Linked DNA regions of Mus musculus: regions 2, 3, 4 and 5 are each linked to region 1. The links are chromatin contacts, called in public ChIA-PET, HiChIP or PLAC-seq and promoter capture Hi-C maps. All regions are on one chromosome and are shown on one strand. The core of a region is the stretch at or near the end of the contact, and the rest is flanking DNA. Distances in the headings are between cores, read along the strand shown.

Region 1 (2,836 bases), core at 54-2,553:
CAGTGTCTTTTTCACCCAACATAGACACTGGTTATCCCCACCTTGCCACTTCGACCTACCTGCCCATCAGAGTCATAGCCCCAGTTAGAGCTGCCTGCCAGAGCCACAGCCCGGGCATCTGTATCTCGGCGGGCTGCGCTCAGGACGAAATGCCATGCCCTGCTACTCCGTGTACGCCGGGCCATAGTGGAGAGAACCTGGAAAAAAATAACTGTAACTTTAAAGACATGTAATGTATCAATGTCCAAACAAGGCCCAAATCTACACCCCACAACTCTGCCCCCTGCCACTTCTACCTGGCAGCCTAAGCCATGGATCCACCAAAGGCTGGGGACTCCAAGCCCTCAACACTGAGCTCTGAGCTCCAGAAACTCCCACAAGCTCGTACCTGGCTCGAGTATCTGAGCACCTCAATCAAGCCCAGGGCGATGGTGTGAAACACAACCCAGACACCCATGACTTTGGATGTGTCCCAGCCCATCTCTGCATTCTGTTCAGGAGCTGTTGCCCCTCAGGCATTTGACACTTAACTTGCTCCTCCTCCGCGGTCCACTTTGGCAAATGGCATCCACAGCATCCAGTTCCTCATGCCAGAAACACCGCTGTCATCCACTCCTGACACCCCTCCTTGCCATTGGAGACCCCCACCGCTTCCTGCACCACACAACTCCCTCTCACCCATCCGGCTCTGCACACTACAAACTCAGTCTTTGATACAACCTTAAACTCACTGGCTTGACATCGTTCTTGGGACAAAATGAAAGGCTTTGAGAGGTCCGGATCTCCTCTCCCGAGTGGACTGTCTTTGTCTAATAGTCGACTCTGTCCTAGCTGCCTCCTGTCCCCCTGTAGACCCACTGTACTACCCTACCTCGCCCCGGCCATCCACAAAGAAGCCGGGCGGGGCCGCGCACAGCACTCCACAGCAGTTGGGTTGGCTGAGCGCCGTATAAGAACACACAGTAGGAACCCAATGAATGAACCAGAGATGTCCCTGGACGTAGCCACGCTCGGCCTCCGCGGGGCTGAAGGTTGCTTCCCTCGCCAAAGGCTCGCGGATCTCGCCACAGCGATGCCGTCCCTGACGCCTGACTCCGAGGCCCCCGCCCAGACTCCCGAGCGCCACCGCCAGGGAACAACGGGTGGCCGGCTTGACCGCCTGCAAGGTCAACCCGCCGGCCGCCGGGCCTGACCGGGCTGGGCCGGCGCGGCTCACCTGCGGCCAAAAAGCTCCCCCGGCGCTGACCCACTTTCCGTTCCGGCCGCGACGCAAACAATCCCCGCCCCCGCCCTGCATTGGCCCGGCAGCCGAAGGCGGGCTCTATGGCAGCTTCGCGCGGGGGCGGGTCTCGCGAGACAGGACTGCTGTCAAGAGGCTTGCACAAACTGTCAATCCTGAACCAAAGTTTCTATTGGCCCTCGCTAGAGCGGTCAAAAAAAAAAAAAACTTTCGCATGACCATTGGACAAATATAAGGAAGTGTGTCCGTGCCCGTGGCGTCATCATCAGTTGCCAGGATCGGGACCTCCTTGGGTGATCTGATTGGCTGGACGGTGAATGACTAACCTCTCAAAATGAGTAAGGGGCGGGCTCTTGTCACCATTGGTTCAAAGGCTGCGAAAGTTTGGAGAGGAAGCGGAAGAGAGCCGCGAAAAGCAACTAGTAGCGGAATGGAGGCTGCTGCCGGTGAGCGTGCAGGTCGGTCAAACGCGAGGGGTTGGGAAAGTCTGAAGGCGAACCGCGTGCAGGCCCACGCCAAAGCATCCCATGTCCCCTTGTTTACTGAGCTAGCCGAGTGTCGCGATGCACACATCGGCGGTTATATCTGCTCTAAGACCTCAGCCTCACGCCTTTCCGAGAATTGGGGGCCCTGCTTCCCTAGAACTGGAAGTCTCTAGTGTGGAGTCTGCGTTTGTGCGCGGGTGTCGCTTAGCTGTGATCATCTACTCTGTTAGTTTCCTCTGTGTCTGTTAAAATTAGCTGGCAGTTTGAAGTGAGCGTTCACGTGTGCACGTGCCTTCAGTTGCTCCACTTCAGACAGAAGTGAGGCTGAGACAGGTCTGGGGCTTCTAGAAGACCTACCCGCGTGCCTTTGTCTTTGTCGCTCTCTCAGACACCCCAACTCCTGTTTCTCACCAGAACCCGGGAACCTGGCCGGGGTGCGACACATCATCCTTGTTCTTTCTGGAAAGGGTGGCGTTGGGAAAAGCACCATCTCCACGGAGTTGGCCCTGGCTCTGCGCCACCAGGGCAAGAAGGTGAGGCCTGGACCAGGGTTGACACCTGTTTCATTGTTGTCCCTAGCTCCCAACAGGCTTGGCAGACTTCTTTCCACCCCTCAGCATCCTCCTCCTTGCAGGTGGGAATCCTAGATGTGGACCTGTGCGGTCCCAGCATACCACACATGCTCCGTGCACAAGGCAAGGCCGTGCACCAGTGTGACAATGGCTGGGTGCCTGTCTTTGTGGATCAGGAGCAGAGCATCTCCCTTATGTCTGTGGGGTTCCTGCTGGAAAACCCTGATGAGGCCGTGGTGTGGAGAGGTCCCAAGAAACATGGTAAGAACTTAGTGAGAAGCAGTGCTTCCTCCCTTCCTCCAACTCCTCAGTGCCTCTTTACTGAGGCCGCTTTCCCCCATCTCGTGCCTACTGCCATTGGATAAAGCCAGAAGCTGGCCCTGGCCTGTATTGGAGTCTCTTTCCCATTGGAACGCTTCTACTGCGCATAGATGTCCACCCTTCAGGGTATATATACCTCTGGGTTTCTCCCAGCCTCTGGATGGAGAATATGACATGAGACCAAGATCAAGGGAGAAGCTGTGCTCTGCATTTGTTGT
Region 2 (2,700 bases), core at 39-2,538, 640 kb after region 1:
GTCAGGTTGTTAGCTGAAGGGCATTGGGAGACCCTTTATCAAAACCAACAAAACCCGCCTCCAATAAATAATAGAAACTGAAATTGAGTAGGATACAAAACAAGGTAGAGCAAAAAAAAAAAAAAAGACAACTGATCAACTGATGACTTTGTAACTCTGATTAACCAGGGGACCAGATAGATTGTTATGTATTCTGAAATGTGATGGACAGCGGGTTTGCTCATTGTTAGATTTAGTTTTTTTAATACCTTCCAGAGGCTACCAAAAGCAAATTCTGAAAACAGCACTTCTGTCCCAAGTAACAAAGTACAAAAGGAGGAAGATAAAAAAGTAACAAAGTAGCTGGGTGGTGGTGCCACATGCCTTTAATCACAGCACTCGGGAGGCAGAGGCAGGCGGATTTCTGAGTTCAAGGCCAGCCTGGTCTACAGAGTGAGTTGCAGGTCAGCCAGGGCTACACAGAGAAACCCTGTCTCGAAGAAAAGAAAAAGTAACAAATTGGAAAACAGTATAGTCTTCCGGAAAAGAGACAGTGTGAGGGTTCCCCATGGAGATCAGCAGCAATGGGGAGCAAATCCCAAGTCTTGCTCTAGGGTTCTCTAATATTCTGTGCTGTGAACAGCCATTCCCTATTAACTGTCTCAGACCCACTAGAGGTCTTGCTATCCAGCTTCCAGCACAGGTCAGATACAGTGAGCATGCTGGCTTCGGGGAGGGGATGAAGGCTGACCCAAGCTGTGGGGATAAGCCTGGGCCTATTCCTCGCTCTCCACCCTCAAGAGACCACTTGTCTTTTCTCGACAGATCATCTCATGAGAATACGGAACATGTACTCGAGTGAACACATCGCTCAGCAGACTGTGACTGTGGCTGTGGCTGCCCGGCATCGGAGCCCAGCTTCTGCAATTTCCACATCAGTGTTGGAGTTGGCGCCTCCAAATGCAGTCTCCTCGGCCGGAAGCTCGCGTGGGAGGGACAGGTAGTAAGCCACGACCAACTCCGGACGGTAGGACAAGTCTTGGAGGGAGAAGACCAGCCCTCTCTGCCTCCGGGCGGGCTTTTTAGGATAGCCCGCCGGCGCCAGCTGAACTCCTCCGTCCCCCGCCCAGCGGAGAAGGCGGGTCAACCACGAGCGATAAGCCAATAGACAGCCAGCGTTTGAATTCGCGTCCTGGTGTAGCCAATCACAAATGCCCAGAGCCTGCGGGGCAGGAGAGGCTAGTGATCTGGGGGGCGTAACTCTGTGGTCCTACCAGTAGGAGCTCCCGGCGCGTTTGAAAACGGGGCGGGGGTGGGGCCCGCGCCTGCGTGAGGCGCTCCGTGCACTTGCCCCAGGCGCGGGCGCGCTTGAGAGCGGTCTAAAGCGGCAGTGGAGGGAGCTCGGCGATGGGGAGCGGCGGTGGTGAGTGCTGGCGGGAGCCGGGTAGGCGATAGGTCATACGGAACGGAGGCCGGAGGAGCATGGACTCGGGCCCCTGTGACCCGGGAGTGCGCGTCGCATCCCCCAAAGCACGGGGTAGGCACGTATCCCCGACTGCGAGCCCGCCCGCGCGGTTTAAATGCCCGCCCGGCGCCTATGCCTCTCCTGTTACCCCAGGGCTATTTAGGTTCTCTACTTAGCAAACTACGATTTTACTTATCTGTGAAGTCGTGGGCAATCCACACGATATAGAGCGATCTCAGGCCCTGTCCGGACTCTTGTGGGCGGCTTGATCACCTGAGGGTTGGCTGAGGCCACAGGATCTGCCCCGTGAAAACGTCTCACGACCTGGGGGTGCGATTTCACTTGTTAGAGTGGTTAAACACTTCCAGACATGCTCTAGAGCACACGAGTCAAGAAACTGTTATGATAATATTCTTAGAATGTTTGGGAATTATAGCTCTCTGGGTATACATTTGGCCTTTGCTGTAAATTTGGTTTCCAATAAGACTCAGGTGAAGAGTTTGGGAGTGGACAGTCTCTTAGAGACCTCCTGATGGAAAGCCCGAGGTCAGCCACTTTTGCCTCAGTGTGAGGAGGAAAAATAGGTAGAAAGATAGGCGCATTTATAAGTAGGAAGGCAGGACCTTGGGGGGGGGGGGTAATGTGGGGGCCCTTTGTGAAATAGGGAAAAAAGCCATAGGCGTTGAATGAAGAATGAATTGCTGAAGTAAATATTGGAACAACCCACTGTGGAGGAGAAGAGCTCATCTGAAGAGCATGTCTGGGTCCAGTTGCTGTGTGCCTGAGTTCTCAACATGTGGGCGCGACTCCATTGGGGGGGTCACACGACCTTTTCACAGGAGTTGCAGATCAGACATCCTGCATATCAGATATTTACATTAAGATTCATAACCGTAGCAAAATTACAGTTATGAAGTAGCAATGAAGGTATTTTATGGTTGGGGGTCACTGCAGCATGAGGAACTGAGTGTATTAAAGGGTCCACGGTGCTAGGAAGGGGTGATTTTGCACTGTAAGCTGAGTGTGGAAGACCCCTCTGTTTGGGGACTGGGGAGCTCTCACCATCTGCCAAGCTGAGAGCTGCTCTGGGATGGATCTGGCCTCCATGTTCTACAGAACGGCCTGCTAATTTGAGTTCCCAGTCTATGCTATGCAAGTCCCTTGGTCAACCATATGCTGATAGTCACATGTTCAAATATAAACAATGTAAGCTGGCCATAGTGACTAATACTTAGAATGCAGTACTTGGCAGGTAG
Region 3 (2,700 bases), core at 104-2,603, 830 kb before region 1:
TGCCTACTGGGGGTGTGAGGTCCTGGTTCACACAAGGGGCAGTGGCTGGGCAGGTAAATGACAGACATCATGGGGCACTCACTCGGGGATGGTCTTGGACGACATCTCCCTCTTGAAGGCCAGTTGGTACTTGAGGCTCTCTACCTCCTTCTTCATCTGGGGCACATCCCACTCCTCCATGGCGTCGGGGGCGTCGGTGGTAGCCAGCCTGAGGCTGGTGGGCAGGAGAAGCGAAAAGAGCTGGGTCTGCAGCCCCCACCCCCACGCCACCCTCAGCCCCAGGACAGAGGGAGATCCTGGGACCATACCACCCATTGGTCCTTCCTGAGGTCTGGAGTGATGTTGGCAAAGAGCCCGAAGAGGGCCACAGGGACCCACTAACAAGACCCCTGAGCCTTCTCTACCCAGTGGGGCTGATTAGCTGCAGAGCAAACTTTCCGTTCTTGGCTGGGCAAATGAGCCTGAGAAGGCCCAGCCCTGGATTGGGAGGACAGACTCATCCCTGCCTAGGGAGGTTAAAAGATGGACTTCTGAGTACCCAGGGCAGCCCCCACCCCCCTTCCAGACCCACTTCTAACTCAGACCCTGGGTGCTGCGATGAGAGCCCTGAGATGCTGGGTGCTGCCTGGCCCTCCTGGATGCCTGTTTTGCATGGGTAAAGAGGCTGAGAGGCCAAGTTAATCTCGGGGCTGGGAGGATTTGTCTGCAATTTGCATGTAGGGTGGGGTATGTGCAGAATGTCTGGGGACACAGGCCTTTCAGCAAGCCCAGGACTTGGGAGGTGGGTAGCCTTCCTGAGACCAGTGTTTTCAGATCCAGTCACTGACCTGACTAGGGAGAGCTGTCAGTTGGAGCACAACGGGCCTCCCTTTACCCCTCCCTAGCTAGTTGCACTCCAAAAGACCAAGTCTCTGGTTCTCCCTCCAATCACAGCTTCCACGACCTTGAGAGGGGTCTGGCACCGAGTACCAGACACATCCGGGCTAAGCTTCCATCCCGGGATACTGAGCTGAGCTGGCCTTGGGGAGAGCCTAGGACCCAGCCTTTAGAGTGGCCCATCCTAAAGAGGTCCTGGCAGGGCTCGCAAGGAACCAGTGAGAGGTTGGGTGGGCTAGTATTCCTGGTTGTGTGGGGCCACCTGCAGAGTACCTTTCCCAGAGACCCCCAAGTTACAGTGCCCCACCCTGCTAGGTTCTCCCGCGCCCCACACGCCGACAGGCACGTGGGCGGAGGATCAGCTGCGGGTCCTCCACAAATGGGAGCATCTGGGCTGGGGGCATGGCCCACCACTGGCCCTACCTGCGCTGCTGCCGCCGCCGGAGCCCGGCCGCCGGTGCACCCCGAGACGCCCCCGGCCAGGCGCACGGCGGCGCACACGGGCACTGCGGGCGGCGCGCACGGCGCAGGACAGACGCGCCCCCGTCGCGCAGCGATGGCTCCTGCGCCGCTGGACTCGATCTGTCGGCCGCCCCGCCCCTGAGGCCCGGAGGCAGTTGCCCTGGTCCCAGTAGTTAGAATTAGCCTAGGGGCCCCACCTGGTCAAGCCCTAGAGCCCTGGAGTCTGTTTCCCCCTCAGTGTGAGGTTTCTGTTCATCGGACTTACTTTTGGAGGAGACAGCAAAAGCAGAGATGACAAGGGCCGAGGGATCTGTGGAGTGAGGCTGGGCTGTCCGAGTCCGGGGAGCCCAGGCAGCCGCCCCGCCCACTCTTGCCACCTGGGGCCTTGGTACCGCCTTTACAGGGTTGGGCTGACCCCAAGAGCTCCCTGGGCTGCTCCTACAGCTTTGGCAGGTCTCCCCTGGGGTGGGACATGCAGCAGTGGGAGCTAGTCCCGTCTCTCCTGGGTCAGCTACAACTGCTGGCAACCCAGTTTGACAATCTTGTGATACTGGGACCAGAGCCCTAAACAGCAAAATATGCCCCACCCAACAAGGCTTCTCTGGTCAGGGCCCTCCTATGCAGGGCACTCCAATGCAGGCAGCTGAGAAGAGGGGGTGGGGGCAGAGCACTTCCCACTGTGGTCTTGCAGCCCACCTGGTGCAGGTGACCTTCAGTGTTGTCCACTTATGGGAGGCTGGGGGGCATCCCGCAGAATTCCACGACAAGAGCCTCACCTAGAAGGGGTTCAGGCCTCCCTCCATAGCACTCCCACCTTCTGGCGCCTTCCTCATTCCCAGGCAATGACTTCAAAAGAACCCACGGTTGGATAGTGCGTGGGGGCCTCGGGTGTGAAGGGTCACCCATCTCCAGCTTTGGGTAGATTAAAAGTTAGCTTAGGGGGTGAGTAGGTCAGTTTCTTAGCTGATGCTGGATGGCCTTTGGGTAGGGAGAAGAGTACTTCCTCAGCCACAGGATTTTGAGCCCTGTGCCCGGCGGCAGCCACCTCCCTATTTCTCAGAGACTCTGTAACGGGGGCAGGGGGCTAGCCCTGCCTTCAACTAACCAGAGCAGCGCCTCCCTTTCCCAGTGTTACTGTCAGAGGTACACCTCACCAACTCTTGTGGGAGCTGTGCTCTGGGGACCTTCATATGACGCAGGCTGCAACAGCAACCCGTGGGGGAGGGGCAAGCCTGTCCTGGGAGGCAGGGCCAGTACCTTGCTAAGTATTCTGGGTCCTCTGAGGGCTGGAGGTTTGTTGAGTGGCCCTTACCTAGACAACAGGATAGGTCAGAGTTAGAGGAACAGAAGGAGTTCAGAGCT
Region 4 (2,700 bases), core at 135-2,634, 870 kb before region 1:
CTTCCCCTCACAGTCCATGCTGAGGAGCCTTCTGGGGAATAAGGGACAATGTTGCCTGGCTATAAAGGAAAACCAGGGTCAGCTCTCTCCATGGCTAGGTCCTATCTTAGAGTCCTAGACAGGGCCAGCAAGGCCTGGCATAGATTGGTGCTCAGCAGGTGTGTGGGTGATAATTGAGCAGGGGGTGCTGACGCTGATCACAGGCGATAACTGAGCAGTGGATGCTGATGCTGACCATAGGCAATAAGGGGTGGGCAGTGGATGCTGATCGATGCTGATCATAGATGGTAAGGGGTGGGGTACATTTGAACGACTCTCCTGTGTTCCTCCAGTCCTGGGACCCCATACCACAATGCCATGGAACTGCTGTGGGTTTTTCTGTTTCACACTGAGATGCGTCCTTTGTCCGAGACAAGTGGGTACCAGAATCTTGAATTCTACATAACTATAGGACAGTGGCTCCCATCTGCATCTCTTAGGATGTGGTGTGAAAGATGCAGATCCCAGGGCCTGATGCTGCTTGTAGAGGCTCTTAAGGAACTCACACTAAGGCTGATAGACAGGTTTTGATTGACATAAGGCTGGCTGCAGGCTTCATAGTCTCCTGGGTTGAGGGGAGACATTAAGACATGTTTCTTGCCTGGGCTCACCTATCCTACACATCGTCTCCTGGTACACAGTTTGCTCTACCTGCTCAGGGGCTTCTTAGTGCAGGAGCCTCCTGGCCTGTGAGGTCTCCCCAGACAATCCCTACTGCTGGGTTGTTCAGGTAACTCACATACGGGGGCATGAGAAGTCCATATTCTGAGCAATGGGGGGGGCCAAGAGAGACCTGAGATAAAGTCAGCTAGAATACAGTTCCACACATGTTGAGGAGGGGAACAGCTCCGCACTCACCCTGTCCACAGAGCCCCTGAGCCCCACCCCAGAGGGGACACTGGATTGCCTGGTACCCATTTATTTACCTGCTATCCTGATCACACCAGAGCTTGAAAAACTCTCATAGAAGCCATGTCACCCAAAGGGACTGATCTATGGAAGAGACATCACCCCCCTCTACAGCGTGGTCAGCCTGATGGGGCCATGTGTTTGTGCAAGTCACAGATACCTCCAGTCCCATGCCTCAGGCCCAGGGGTGGTCCTGCGTAATTCCCAGCCTGAACCACTCAGTGCTCCTGGTACAAACGGCGAACCCGTAACAACCGGAGCAGGAGATAGCCCTGTCTCTTTGTCCTATACTTCCAGTTCTGCCCTGCCCTGTGAGGCTGGAGGGTGAACTCAGCTGTCCACTGCGCCTCACAGCAGAGGTGCCCCACTGACTCAGACCCAGTGCCCCTCCCTATAGGAGGGCTGGTTTTCCTAGGGGCGGGCCTGGCAAGCGGTCAGTGTGGAGAGTCTGCCTAGTAGACACTACTGCAGGTGCTCACAGAAGTTGGACAGCTGCTTTCCCAGGCCCAAAAGCCCCTTCGTTGTCTCCAAACAGTGGTGTGGGTTGAGGGGTGGGACAAGTGGGGACCTCAGAGTCATTGTTATCCACAGACCATGGCCTTGCCAACAGCTCGACCCCTGCTGGGGTCCTGTGGAAGTCCCATCTGCAGCCGAAGCTTCCTACTGCTTCTCCTTAGTCTTGGTGAGTATGGGTTGGGCTGATCCCCAGGAAGTGGTTAAGGAACCTTCATGAGTTGGGAGCTTGCTTTCTCCTTGGGTCATTGCTAGGTGACCTGCGTTCCAGGAGGGTTAGGACTGAGAACAGTGAAAGGCCTGGAAAGTGGGGACACTCCGAGCAGGAATGATCCCTAGGCCTACAGAGCATAGGCTATGACACAATGGGGTGAGAGGCCTTAGCTCTCTCTACACCCAGTGGGCTGTGCAGAGGGCTGGGACCAGAGAGCAGCCCAGTTTTGCCCCGGCCTCTCTTGTAGCTTTGTACCCTCTGGCTCACAGGGTGGATACCACGTCTGCAGACCCAGACTACAAAGACAAGCCAGGTGAGGTCCTCTGAGGGAAACAGAAGGATTTTCTATTCTAGTCTTGGGGGTACGGAGTGATGTTTTCGGTACTTTACACATGAATACATACCATCCCTTAGTGTCACTTTTCAAAGAGGGCTGTGGGCAGAGTTGCTGATCCCAGAGAGTGGCAGAACCCAGGATGTAGCTGGGCCCTGAAAGGAGCTGAGTTGGAGACAGTGGAGCCCTTGGGTGTTAAGTCCCTGGCCCCAGAGGTAGCCAGACTCAGACAGTATCTGGACCTTGCTCTCAGACAGTTGAGACCAAGCTCTAAGGTAAAGAAGCTCCTATCTGCTTGGGAAATGTCAGTCAGACCTTGTTCCCTTAGGAGGCCACACTCCTCCATGCTGTGAACGGTGCCGCTGACTTTGCCAGGTGGGTTCAGTACCTTTGGGGGCGATCAGGAGCCCTTGTGGGCTGAGTGAACAAGTGCCAGACATCCAGGTTCCCAAATTCTCTGTCTTGTCTGATCTCTACCCACTCCCTCCTGACCTGGCTGGCTCAGAGTTAGGGGAAGGACTGTGTCCCAGGGCCCAAGTACCTTGTCCCTCAGGTTGTCACTTGTCCCAAAGAGGGTCATGAGAAGCCCAGGGTTATGAAGGAAGGGCTCTGGGCAGGCAGGCAGGCAGGCAGGCAGGCAGGCACTTCCAGAGGGACAGTGTTGGATTCAGATCCCAGCCCTGTCCCCAGT
Region 5 (2,700 bases), core at 95-2,594, 540 kb after region 1:
AGTCCGCGAGCCCGCAGGTCCCGGCGATAGGCAGGGGCTCGGAGGCCCCAGGTTGGGGCGCTGCCCGCTGGCAGAGTGGAGACCCGGGCAAGGACGGGAAATCTCAGAGCCCCGAGCTAGCGCGCGAGTGACAAGTCCTAGTGACACTCACCGACCCTCAGCGCCAGGGTGGCGGCGGTCTGCGCAGCTCTCTCGCCAGGTTCCCTCCCTTAGACTCCCGGTCCTGCTCCAGCCTTGCTGGGGCGGTTGCGGCCGAAGCTGACAACTGAGGCGGCGGGGCAGAGAGGAGGCGCCTGCGACAGGCGCGGGTGGAAGAACGCACCAGGAAGCTCCGGCTCCTGGAGGGGGTGGGGGGGCGCGTCGGAGCGCGCGTGCGCACTGGGCCGCCCCTGCAGGTGCCCCGGGTTTGCCCCCGGCCGGCTCAGCCTCGCCTAAGCTCTGGATTCAGCGTCTGCGCAGTGCCTGGCACATGTTGCCCAGCTCCGACAGAGGGCGCTCTGCGTAGCGCGTGCACCCCTCCCAGTTCAACATTCCGGATCGTGCGTCTGCGCAGTACTCCACGCAGGTCTCACCTCCAGTGGGCAAGCGCTTGTAGGGTGGGGTGAGCGTGCGTGATGGGTTGCCCCTGCGGGTTTTCTCCGCATCCGCCACTGATCGTGCAGCACGCCCTTGCTCGCGTCCAGCAAACAGTAGGCGTTAGTTTGGGGCTCTGAGCCCCGGGGTCGCTGGCCTGAAGCTCATCTCTGGACAAATGTGTTTCAAAGCAGTTGAGGCTGTAACATCAAGAATCTCACTTTCGCAGCGGGATTCAAGTTCCTCTTTCTCTTCAGGGCTCTCTCCCCATCTCACTCTTGTCACCAAGAGAAAGTGCTACTTTCTGCTCTCAGCAGGAGGAACCCAAGCCCTAGTGAGGTTAGGTCTAGGAACCTTTCAGAGGCGACAGCCCACAGCTAGGAAAGGGAAAGTCACGGTCCAGCCCAGCAGCACCACTAGGAGAATACAGTCAGGGTGGGAGGGGGTTCTCAGGGATCTGGGTCTCCTCAGGCAGAAGGCAGGGCGTCGGGGTCTCTTGGGCGGTAGAGTTTCCTCGGACAGGAGATTGGGGCGTTAGGATTTCTTCAGGCAGTAGACAGGCATGGAGGTGGGAGGGGGTTGTGGTTCCTTCAGACAGTAGGATGCGAACATCTGTGTGCCCTCGGCCCAGGCAGGAGGGAATGGCATTGGAATCACAGGTTGCTGCAGCTTGGGCATCCGCGCGGCTGGCCCGGGAGAAGCGGGGTTGAGCGTGGGCGTGGCCGTGTCGCGGGGCCAACAGTCGTCGAGGGCGATCCAGCGGGTCCTTCAGTGCCCGTGGCCACGGACAGGGTGCCTGCGGTGAGTGAGGCGCAGCCCTCCCCGGATTCCGGGCTGCGGACCAGACCTGCCTAGCCTTAAGGTAACCCTGGGATCGTGACTTCCGAATCAATGCCAGTTACACTGTGGTCATAACCTCTCGCTCTCTAGGGTCCTGTATGGCTAACCAGAAGATGGACTCCCTAAGAAAAGAGCCCTTGCCTGGTACATGGTCAGTTCCCTGGGGTCCTAGAACACCTTGTCCAGAAATGCTCTAGTCAAGTTTGCCGAATAAAGGGAGTCTCAAAGACCTGGCTTCAGGTCTTGAGTCCTTCACTAGTGTATTCAAGTCATTGTATTTTCCAGAATCTTAATTTCTCATTCCTAAAATTGAAATGGTAGTAATAGCGTATTCAAAGGTTGCGGTTCCCCCACAACCACCACTTTTTTTCCAAAGTGAAATGAGAAAAGTGCATGCTTAAGGGATTATCATCATGCCTGGCACTTAAATGGCAGTATGTGCCTGTTGTAACAAGCATGTAGCGGTGTGTGTTGGGGGAGATGGGGGGACAATTAAAGCAAGGTGGGGATTTGGATTATTGGTGTGCTGTAAACATCTCCAAAAGACTTTGTCCCCAAAGACTTTCTCTCCATCATCCTTCCAACCCAAAATGTCTCTCCCATTCTCTATTTCATGATAGGAGGTGTATGAATCTGGCTGACTGGAACTGGACGTTAAACTTAATCGCTTTTCTTTCAAAACAGTACTTGCCATTTTCAACTTAAATTCTTTAGTCCTTTCCAAACCTAAGCCTAGTTCTGCAGAACTAAATCTAGGAACAGAGCTGGGTGACTTAGAATTCCCTTAGGCAAAGGCGAGGTTGAGAGTATTCGTGATGCGTGTTCCTCAGAATCTCACAAAGTAGGTGTCTGGTGTCAAAGTCTCATTTTATTGTGTATTGAGGAGTACAGATGAAACTGGTAAAGGAAGTATTGAAACAGCCATCTAACACCAAATTCAAAGTCCTCAACAATGTATTGTTAGAACTGAATATATTGTTATTTGAAACTAATGTAAACACAATCACACGGAAATGTGTGTACATCATTGACTATGACAGTGAGTTATGTAGGCTTGTTCTATTAAATATCCAGGCAGCACAGAAACTGTAGCAACACTGCCATAGTGGTCTTTGTGTGAATCTCTATCTTGCTTCAAGTGTAGTTTGCATAGCTTTTAATCATCTAGAAGTTTTAGAGGTGTTTCATATAGATGATTAGTATATTCACAAATTTAAAATTTAGCAAGTATTATATAAATATATTCTTCAAATTTTAAAACAAAAGGCCACTTTTTTTATAACTGCC

The links. Promoter capture Hi-C pulls out the DNA fragments that hold promoters and counts their contacts. ChIA-PET counts read pairs in DNA pulled down with a chosen protein or histone mark. HiChIP or PLAC-seq counts read pairs in DNA pulled down with a chosen protein or histone mark.
Region 2: a contact with region 1 is called in an RNA polymerase II ChIA-PET map of memory CD8 T cells, with 9 read pairs. The contact joins the promoter of Ccnf here to the promoter of Spsb3 in region 1.
Region 3: a contact with region 1 is called in a promoter capture Hi-C map of embryonic stem cells, with 4 times the contacts expected there. The contact joins the promoter of Gng13 here to the promoter of Spsb3 in region 1. A contact is called at or near these places in 6 of 39 promoter capture datasets (embryonic stem cells, hippocampal neurons and stem cell-derived epiblast-like cells), 4 of 484 Hi-C or Micro-C datasets (embryonic stem cells and muscle stem cells), 3 of 115 datasets of contacts at active chromatin or transcription factors (embryonic forebrain, embryonic stem cells and stem cell-derived neural progenitor cells) and 1 of 9 other capture datasets (embryonic stem cells).
Region 4: a FOXA1 HiChIP or PLAC-seq map of pancreatic cancer cells shows a contact between it and region 1. The contact joins the promoter of Msln here to the promoter of Spsb3 in region 1. A contact is called at or near these places in 1 of 39 promoter capture datasets (hippocampal neurons) and 4 of 115 datasets of contacts at active chromatin or transcription factors (astrocytes, bone marrow-derived macrophages, craniofacial prominence and 1 more).
Region 5: a promoter capture Hi-C map of liver shows a contact between it and region 1, with 2.9 times the contacts expected there. The contact joins the promoter of Abca17 here to the promoter of Spsb3 in region 1. A contact is called at or near these places in 3 of 39 promoter capture datasets (liver and pre-B cells), 1 of 484 Hi-C or Micro-C datasets (embryonic stem cells) and 1 of 115 datasets of contacts at active chromatin or transcription factors (pancreatic cancer cells).

The regions. Positions count from the first base shown.
Region 1 is chr17:24,885,141-24,887,976 of GRCm38.p6, reverse strand. It overlaps Spsb3 (splA/ryanodine receptor domain and SOCS box containing 3), which reads right to left and starts at 1,303. Exons shown (of 7, transcript NM_001163751.1): 1 at 1,217-1,303; 2 at 60-197. The coding sequence starts at 1,297. It overlaps Nubp2 (nucleotide binding protein 2), which reads left to right and starts at 1,627. Exons shown (of 7, transcript NM_011956.3): 1 at 1,627-1,698; 2 at 2,140-2,258; 3 at 2,360-2,558. The coding sequence starts at 1,671.
Region 2 is chr17:24,249,997-24,252,696 of GRCm38.p6, reverse strand. It overlaps Ccnf (cyclin F), which reads left to right and starts at 1,288. Exons shown (of 17, transcript NM_007634.4): 1 at 1,288-1,402. The coding sequence starts at 1,387.
Region 3 is chr17:25,716,181-25,718,880 of GRCm38.p6, reverse strand. It overlaps Gng13 (guanine nucleotide binding protein (G protein), gamma 13), which reads right to left and starts at 1,353. Exons shown (of 3, transcript NM_001357782.1): 1 at 1,300-1,353; 2 at 83-214. The coding sequence starts at 180.
Region 4 is chr17:25,753,062-25,755,761 of GRCm38.p6, reverse strand. It overlaps Msln (mesothelin), which reads left to right and starts at 1,384. Exons shown (of 17, transcript NM_001356286.1): 1 at 1,384-1,419; 2 at 1,540-1,630; 3 at 1,945-1,988; 4 at 2,338-2,384; 5 at 2,700. The coding sequence starts at 1,543.
Region 5 is chr17:24,349,703-24,352,402 of GRCm38.p6, reverse strand. It overlaps Abca17 (ATP-binding cassette, sub-family A (ABC1), member 17), which reads left to right and starts at 1,344. Exons shown (of 31, transcript NM_001031621.3): 1 at 1,344-1,435. It overlaps Abca3 (ATP-binding cassette, sub-family A (ABC1), member 3), which reads right to left and starts at 380. Exons shown (of 33, transcript NM_013855.3): 1 at 152-380.